2 separate regions of the Capra hircus genome follow, and region 2 is linked to region 1. A link is a contact called in public Hi-C data. All regions are on one chromosome and are shown on one strand. The core of a region is the stretch at or near the end of the contact, and the rest is flanking DNA. Distances in the headings are between cores, read along the strand shown.

Region 1 (4,336 bases), core at 1,550-4,049:
GGCAGGCAGGAGTGTAGCAGGGGACGGGGAACACGCAGCCTTGCCCAGGGCCACTTCTGTCACAGGGAATCAGGGATGGCAGACCCGGGTTCACACCTGGGCTCAGCGTCCTTGAGCAGGTGAGCCTGGGCCTCAGTGTCCACAGTAGGTACAAGCAAGACAAGTGGTACTAGGAAAGGAGTGAACGTATAGGAACCCTTCCCCCGCCTCCCCAACCGAGCCCAGATTCTGGATTCTCCCCTCCCTCTGGCCAGAACACACAAACACAAGCTCACCCACACACCCAGGCTACTCTCTTAAAAATATACATACGCACACACACTATTTTCTAAACACCATGCCCTGCTTCACTTTTCAAAACAGTCTGCTCCGATTTGGGCTCAGTAGGACCAAGACCTGTACCCCTTCTTTTTCAGAGTCACAGCCCCATGGGCTGGGTCCCCACGCGCTGTGCAGAGATCAGAACCCGCAAAGCCCCTCCAAACCCAAGCCCTGGACTCAGGACCAGCCAGAGGCCCTGCAGGCCCTCCCCAAGCAGGGCTCCTAGTCACTCCTCCCCAGCACTCAGCCGCACTGAGTCACCCTCAAAGCCTGACCCAGCACTCCTCTGCCCCTCCCCCGCGCCAGACCTGATACCCCCATCTCCAAGCACAGGCCCTGGGGGTGGGGTTGAGGGGGGGAGTAGCAGAGGAGAATAAGCAGCTGCAACACCCCCACCCAACCACCTAAAATGCCAAAAATAACAGCAGCTCTCTCTCACACACACACACACACACACACACCCCAACAACAACAAGCCCCCACACACCAGAAAGGCAAATATAAATCCAAAATAAAGGGGAAGAAAAAAAAAATCAAAGCCAACTACTGCCCCCAAAAGGCTTTTTAAACATTCTCAAAAAAAAAAAAAGTTTATTAAAAGTGTTCTTAATGCTCGAAACGGAAAAGATTCCCAAATATACAGATGCCTCTTTTTTCATAGAAATAGATTATTTTTTTATAATACAAAAAAAAAAAGGCCAAAAAAAAAAAAACACCAACGAAAACAAAAAACAACATCAACAGCAACAACCCCGTAGGAACATCTTTAAGCGATTACTCAGGGCCCGGCTGACAGTTACACGTGGGTTGCGTCAGTCCCGTGTACACACGCGTTCAGCCATGTTTAAACCGATTGCATCAACTTCGAAACCGGCCCGCCCGCCGGCGCCCAGAGAGGGGGGGTGGGCAGAATGAGAGGCAAGAGTTTATCATTCATCTGTACACATAGACATCTCTTCTTTAAATAACACCACGGGCGGGCGCCCCGTCTGCACGTGCGGCTGGTGTGGACAAAAATATAGATAGATATATATAATAAAATATTAAAATTACCGACGCGCTCCCCGCGCTGCCCAGTGCCCCAGTGCCAAAGTTCTGCCGGCGCCGCCAGGGGCGCGGGCGGGCGCGCGGGCGCTCCCCGGAGTCTCGGCGGCCGCGGCGCGCCCGGCAGCGCGGGGGCCGGCCGGCCGGCCGCGGGGGACGCGCACGGGGGCCGCGCTAGCAGTGGCCGGAGGAGGCGAGCAGGGGCTCGGGCAGCTGCTTGAACAAGTTCCGCAGGGTGCTGAGCTCGCGCGACAGCTGCTCCACCTTCTTCTGGAGCCGCTCGTTCTCGGCCGTGAGCTCCAGGACCTTGTGCTGCGTCTCCAGGTTGCGCATCTTGGCCTTGTCGCGGCTTTTGCGCACCGCGATGTTGTTGCGCTCCCGCCGGATCTTGTACTCGTCGCTGTGCTTGTCCACCGTCTTCTTGGCCTTGCTCTTGACCTGCGAGGGCGCCGGCGCCGCCCCCGCGTAGCAGGCGGCGGCGGCCGGGGGTGCCTTGGCGTCGGCGGGGCTCGGCGTGCCGGGCGGGCTGGACGACGAGGACGTGGACAGGCTCCCGCTGCTGCCGCTCGGCACCGCCTGGTAGCCGAGGTAGGCGCGCAGCGCGTACGGGAAGCCGGCCGCCATGCCCGCGGCGCCGCCGCCCGGAGCTCCGGCCTCCTCCTTCCGCTTGCAGTCCGCGGGCTCGAAGCCCGGCTCCGCCTTGAGCTCCGCCGGCGGCGGCGGCGGCGGCGGCGGCGGCGGTGGCGGGTGCAGGGGTGCGAAGCAGCCCGGGTGCAGCGCGCCCTTGGCGGCCCCCAGGCGGCCCAGGCTCACGTAGCCGTACTCGGCCGCCTTCTTGCAGTTCTTGCCCCCGTAGTCGTCGGAGAAGAGGTCGGAGAGGAAGTCGTGGTGCTGCCCGGAGGAGGCGGGCGCGGGGGCGGGCGCGGGCGGAGCCGCCTCGAAGGTGTCCGTGGCCGTGGTGGGTGCCGGGGCCTGCGGCGCGCCCAGCGGCTCCAGGTAGGGGCTGAAGTCGATGGCGCGCTCGTGCTCTCCGATGCTACCCAGCTCGCCGGCGGGGGGGCGCGGCCCGGGTCTGGCCGCCGGGGGCGCCGCGGGGGCCGCCTTGCCGCCGTACGCAGCAGCCAAGCAGTCCGCCTCGTAGTAGAAGTTGGCCACTTCCATGGATTTAAAGGCGGGCGGCGGCGGCGGCAGGGGGAGACATGCTGGGTCCCAGGCCACCAGGCGTTGCATGAACGCGGGTGCCCGGGGAGGGGGCCTGGGGCTGCCCGCGCCGGCCGGCCCGCAGGTGGCGCGGCCTCCCGGCTCCGAACAGTCGCTGCTGTGTCGCCGCCGCTGCTGCTGCTGCTGCCGCCGCCGCTGCTCCGGGGTGGCCGCTATCAGTGCGAGGGGCTGCCGGCCGGACCCTCGGGTGGGTCCCCTTCCCGGTCCCGTGCGCGGCTCTGACTCGCTAAAGTTTCTCCCGAGCCCGTTTATTTATAAAGGCGGGCCATAGCAACGGCTGCGTCACGCCCGGCGGCGGCCCCTCCCTCCCCGGGCACGCAGAGGACACGCCGCGGCCGCCCGGGACCCCCGGCCGGGCGCCGGCGGGCCGGCCTGGAGACCCGGAGCGCGCCCCCGGGGGTCCCCCGGCCTGCGGGGCCGGGGTGGGGGGCGGCCTCGGGCCCCCGCCCTGTCCACTCCCACCCGGCGGCCCCGAGATGGCGAGCGCGGAGAGGCGCGAGCCCGCCCCCGGACCGCCCCCTCTGGGCCGGCCGGCGGACGAGAAGGGAGGGGGAGCCCGGGGAGGGGGCCGGGCGACCGTCTGCTCCCACCCTGAACGCGGCCGCCGCCCGCCCCCTGCTGGAGGAGGCGCTGGCCTTCGGGAGCCGCGGCCGCCGGACCTGGCTCTCCAGGGAGGGGGCGCGCCCCTCTCCCCCCAGCCAGGGATGCTGGAGACCCCAACCCCCTCCAGCTCGGACTCCTGGAGGGGTGAGCCGCCTCCACAGCCCTCCCCCGCGTGCGGCCTTGCCCCTAAACTGGCACCCCTCCCCAGATCTGGACAGGAGGGACTCACACCTGCGGTGACTCCCCTTCTGAAATAGGAAGACCTGGGGTTGGGGGCTTGGGGAGGTGCAAACAAGGAGGCGAGCGCCCCTCCCCCGGCCCCGCCCCCCGCACCTGCCTGCTCCCTCCCCCTCGGACCACACCTGGGTCTTCTCCAGCCCCACCCCGCCCTGACCTGGGGCCCCCTCCCCGGAGGGTGGAACGGGGTGGGGTGCCCCCCGACCACACGCTGTGTGACCTTGGGCTAGTCACTTGGCTTCTCCAAGTTTAAGTCTGCGAGGGTGTCCTTACTGTATCTTTATTAGTTGTATTAACTGTGTCCAACGCAGACTCCCAAACGCTCACCGCTCTGGGACACACATCAGAAAGAAGGGCCTCCTCCCAGGGTACAAAGAGGCCCAGAGGCCCACAGCACACCCAAGATCACACAGCTTCATGTTCCCCACTGTTCTCAAAAGAAAAGCCCTTATCCAGGCACCCTCAGAGCTGTTCGTCATCCCCCTCCCAAAGCACCTGTATCTGAGGCTGGTGGGTGGGGGTCCAGGCAGGACCCAGGGGGCCATGCAGAAGGGAGGAAGGAGTTCTCCTCTTTCAGCAGGCCCCTGCTGTGTGGTGAGAGGGGTCTGGACCCAGAGCTTGCTTTTTCACCCTGCCAGGAGGATGCCCTCGCGGCCCTTGGTTCACAGAGAGGGAGATGAGATTGCCCACCAGGATGGGAACGTGGGCCCCAGGCCCTCCCTGCTGAGTGGGTGCCAGCCGCCCTGGCCCTCTCCTGCACCATTCCAAGGCCATTTCGGCAGCCCCTTGGGCCTACCCTTCTGCCACTCCCAGACCCCGGCACCCCAGGCAGGAGCTCCCAGCCTGCCTGGTGCTGACCCCCGACCCACTGACCCCAGCCCTGGCCCTGGCGGGCAGGCGGGCATTGCTC
Region 2 (4,048 bases), core at 1,152-3,651, 270 kb before region 1:
TGATGGGCCCAGCTAATAAGTGACAGATCTGAAGCTGATTCAAGCCCCACTATGAGTTGGAGGCTTAGGAGTTTTGATGGTACAGAATCCCCCTGCAATGCAGGAGACCGGGGTTCGATCCCTGGGTCAGGAAGATCCCCTGGAGAAGGAAATGGCAACCCAACCCCCTCCAGTATTTTTGCCTGGAGAATCCCCTGGGCAGAGGAGCCTGGCGCGCAACAGTCCACGGGGTCACAAACAGCTGGACGTGACTGAGCGACACACGCCCACAGTAGGATGACTGTATCAATCTTCGCTTTTCGTGGAATGTGGCTCCATAATGTTCTTGGCAGTGAAGATAATTGGACTATTTAGGGGAGTGTACATATTCTGTTGTTGCTTTTCAATGTACAGGTTAGTTTCCCCCTGGCTACCAAAAGGACACGGAGAGTCTACTTTTAAAGAATTTTTGAAGTTATTAATACCAAATATCCTTTGATAATTATTTTTTAAAAATCAGAAAATCCATCTGGGTAAAAATGAGATAATAAAAGTCACTGCAAATCCCCATCAGTCACCCATAGGTACGTGCTGCAGACATTTGGGAGCATATCCTCGCAGGCATTTCTCCCTCTCGTCTAATTTAAAGGATGAAAAACTTTAAAAATATTCATAAGAAAACATATTTACATGAAAAGTAGTTGAAAAGGTACCACAAGATTTACAGTGGATATTCCCTGTCTAATCCTTAACCCCTGTCTTCCCTGGTGGCCCAGTGATAAAGAATCCACCTGCCAATGATCCCTGGGTTGGGAAAGTTCCTTGGAGGAGGAAATGGTAACCCCCTCCAGTTTGCTTGCCTGGGAAATCCCATGGACAGAGGGGCCTGGCTAAACAGCAGCAATCCTTTAGCCCTGCTCTCCAGCTCCAAGTCTCCAAGATTCTCTGTCAGGAAGTCATCCTGGCTATCGTTTCTTGGGGATCATTGCAGAGATATCCAGAGTGTAGATAAGCAAATGTGTACACGGATTCCTGTAGCTGTTTCTCTACAGAGAAGTATACTGTACCCCCTGCTCTGCGCTGGTTTTGTTTTTTACTTAATAATGTACCTTGGAGATCTTTCCAGATCAGTGCTAGGAGAGCATTCTCCACACATTCCATTGTCTGAATATCATAATTTATCTAACCAGTGCCCGAAGACACGGTGTAGCTGATTCCAGTGTTTTTGCTGCAGCAAGCAATGCTGTGATTAGTATCCCTTTCACAAGAGTCTTTCCGTGTATGCGGATCTATTTCCGTAGGGATGAATTCTTAGCCCCTGAACCGCCCAGTCATAGGGCAGGTGCATTTTTAAATTTTAACACTTATTGTCTAAATGCTTTCTGAGGTCATGCCTACCAACTGACATTCAGGGCAGTGACTGACGTGAGCCCTGGTTTCCCCACACTCCAGCCAACGCCAGCTATTATCCGACCGCTCCATCTTGGCTTTGCCTATCGGGGAAAAATGTGTTCACCGTGGTTGTAATCCCCACAGTCTTCCTTTAGGTTGGGGAATTAAAAAACATATCTAAAGGCCATTTGTGTCTCTTTTCTGGTAGTAAAGCATTCACATCCTTTGCCCACATTTCTATCGGATAATTGTCTCTTCATCTGCAAGAGCTCTTTATATACTAAGAAAATTAGGTCTTTGTTTCTCACAGATGTTACACATGTATGTATTCTGAAATCCAGATATGTTGCCAGAAATCCCCTTTTGCACCATGTTTTTCAGGCCTGAGGTTATTTGACAATATGTTGTGGATCCCGTTCCGTATTTTAAATGTGCCTTTGAAGCGAAATTATTTTTTAAATTTATTTTTAATTGGAAGACAATTCCTTTATAACGTTGTGCTGATTTCTGTCAACGACAATGTGAATCAGCATAAGTATACATATCTCCCTTCCCTCTTGAACCTCCCACCCCGCATCACATCCCACTCCTCTAGCAAAACTATTTGAGAATTATTTTTAAATCATTCTGGGTATATTGGAAGCTCATCCCCATGGCTCTGGATCTAGGTGAACACCCGTGTCAGAGAGGAGAATTATGAAGCATCCAGTAGGCGCCATCTGTTTATGTATGTTACTTAATATAATCCTACCCACAACACTGGTGTAACATCATCCCCATTTTACAGCTGAGGAAACTGAGGTCCAGAGGGGTCATAGATTTGTTCAAGGCCTCCCTGCTGCTCTGTGGGAGAGCTGGGATCCAAAACCATGTCATTTTGTCTCCTAAGCCTTTGCTACCATCTTTCATGACCTTAAATCTCCACATTCCCTCTGAGTCTGGATGAAGATGGCCCTGGGGTCAATCTCTATTCCCCACCACCACTCCGGGCTGGAGAGCTTCATGCAGTTTTGGTATCAAGCCACTGGGAGGCGCTAGGGACACACCCCTTGTCTAACTGGCCGCAGCCTGGAAGGGACGCGCTGTGGCAGCCTAAGGCGTTAGGCATTGCCAAATGGCCCTGGGTCTAGAACCCCTGTTGTACAGGTCACACAAAACAACCAAAGTTAGTCCTGGCTCACACACAGAGAGTTTCTCATGTGGGAACTCATTAATACCCGGAGGTGGGAACTGACTCCATCTCTGCCTTAGAGACGAGGAAACTGAAGCCCAGAGAGGTTCGGCGGCTTGCCTAAGGCCGCGCAGCCAGCAGCCAGCAGCCAGCAGCCAGCAGCCCTGGGCCGGGCCGGGCCAGGCCGGTCCTCAAGCTCCGCACCTGTGCCCTCAGGCGCCGTGGTCTACCGACCCTCAGGAAAGCATGCATTGTGTGCGCATCAGATCCATAGGAACATTCACAAACAAATACCATCTCTCCCAGTTTTCTTTCTACGTGTTTTCATTTCCCCACTTTTGATGGACACCCGGGTACACGAGATGTTTCATTTTCATTGCAATTATACTATGAGAAGATCACCAGCCTGAAGTGCCGTAGTAAATGGCAGCCGACACCCAGCCTCAACATCAGAGATGCGCTGGGGAGCGATGGAGACTGTGGTCCCAGGTGGCTTGGCCCTGTCAGTCCTGGCCCATTGCTTCCTGGCACGTGAGCTGGCCCAGTTTTGCAAGGATCGTATCCTTGCTCAGGTGTGTCCGACTCTTGGCGACCCCATGGACTGTAGCCCTCCAGGCTCCTCTGTCCATGGGAATCTCCAGGCAAGAATACTGGAGTGTGTTGCCATGCCCTCCTCCAAGGGATCTTCCCAACTCAGGAACTGAACCCAGGTCTCCTGTATTTGCAGGCAGATTCTTCGCCATCTGAGCCACCAGGGAAGCCCAAGCATACTGGAGTAGGTAGCCTGTCCCTTCTCCAGGGGATCTTCCGTCCCAGGAACTGAACAGGGGTCCCCTGCATTGCAGGCAGATTCTTTACCAGCTGAGCTTCCAGGGAAGCCAGTGATCCAGATTTCTAATGTGAAATTTCCTAATTTTAAAATAGTGAAATTGAAAGTTGCTCAGTCGTTGCCGACGCTTTGCAACCCCCTGGACTATAGTCCATGGAGTTCTCCAGGCCAGAATACTGGAGTGGGTAGCCTTTCCCTTTTCCAGAATTTTAAAATAACGACAATTAATTAAAAAATGAAAAACCCTGGGATGGCCAAAACAAAACATGTCTGAAGGCTGATTTGGCTTGAGAGCGGCCGGTCTGCAGGCTTCCTTAAAGGTGCATTCAAGGTCCAGGAATAAACAGGCATCCTCTCAGCGCCCTTGGCCTCTCATGATCATTCAATTAATTCTTTTACCTATTCAGCCATACATTCATTCCCTGCATGCATTCTACCCACCCACTCATCCATCGATATCCATGCACCCATCATCCATCCTTTATTTATTCATTTCACCCGCTTACTCACCCATCCATCCATCCATCCATCTATTCATCCTCCATAAGTTAATTCATTTTTCCAGCCATCATTATTGTCCTAGACCCCGGCCTCATGTGCTGGACTCTGGCCAAACCCTGGGGACGCGGTGAAGCCTGTGCACCCATCCTTCATTTGGTTTCGTAGAAAAAATGAGC

What was found. Hi-C and Micro-C count contacts between places; a contact is called where the count stands out from the background.
Region 2: a contact with region 1 is called in a Hi-C map of blood, with 5 times the contacts expected there. The contact joins the enhancer-like site here to the promoter of CEBPB in region 1. A contact is called at or near these places in 2 of 5 Hi-C or Micro-C datasets (both in blood).

The regions. Positions count from the first base shown.
Region 1 is chr13:77,738,767-77,743,102 of ARS1.2, reverse strand. CEBPB (CCAAT/enhancer-binding protein beta) reads right to left here and starts at 2,799. Exons shown (of 1, transcript XM_018058020.1): 1 at 877-2,799. The coding sequence starts at 2,595. The coding sequence ends at 1,540.
Region 2 is chr13:78,006,869-78,010,916 of ARS1.2, reverse strand. No RefSeq gene overlaps it. Among named protein-coding and RNA genes, the nearest start is that of PTPN1, 44 kb to the left of the region's middle. Within about 2 kb of position 2,401, at least 3 of the 5 cell types and tissues checked have an H3K27ac peak or open chromatin away from gene starts, as enhancers often do.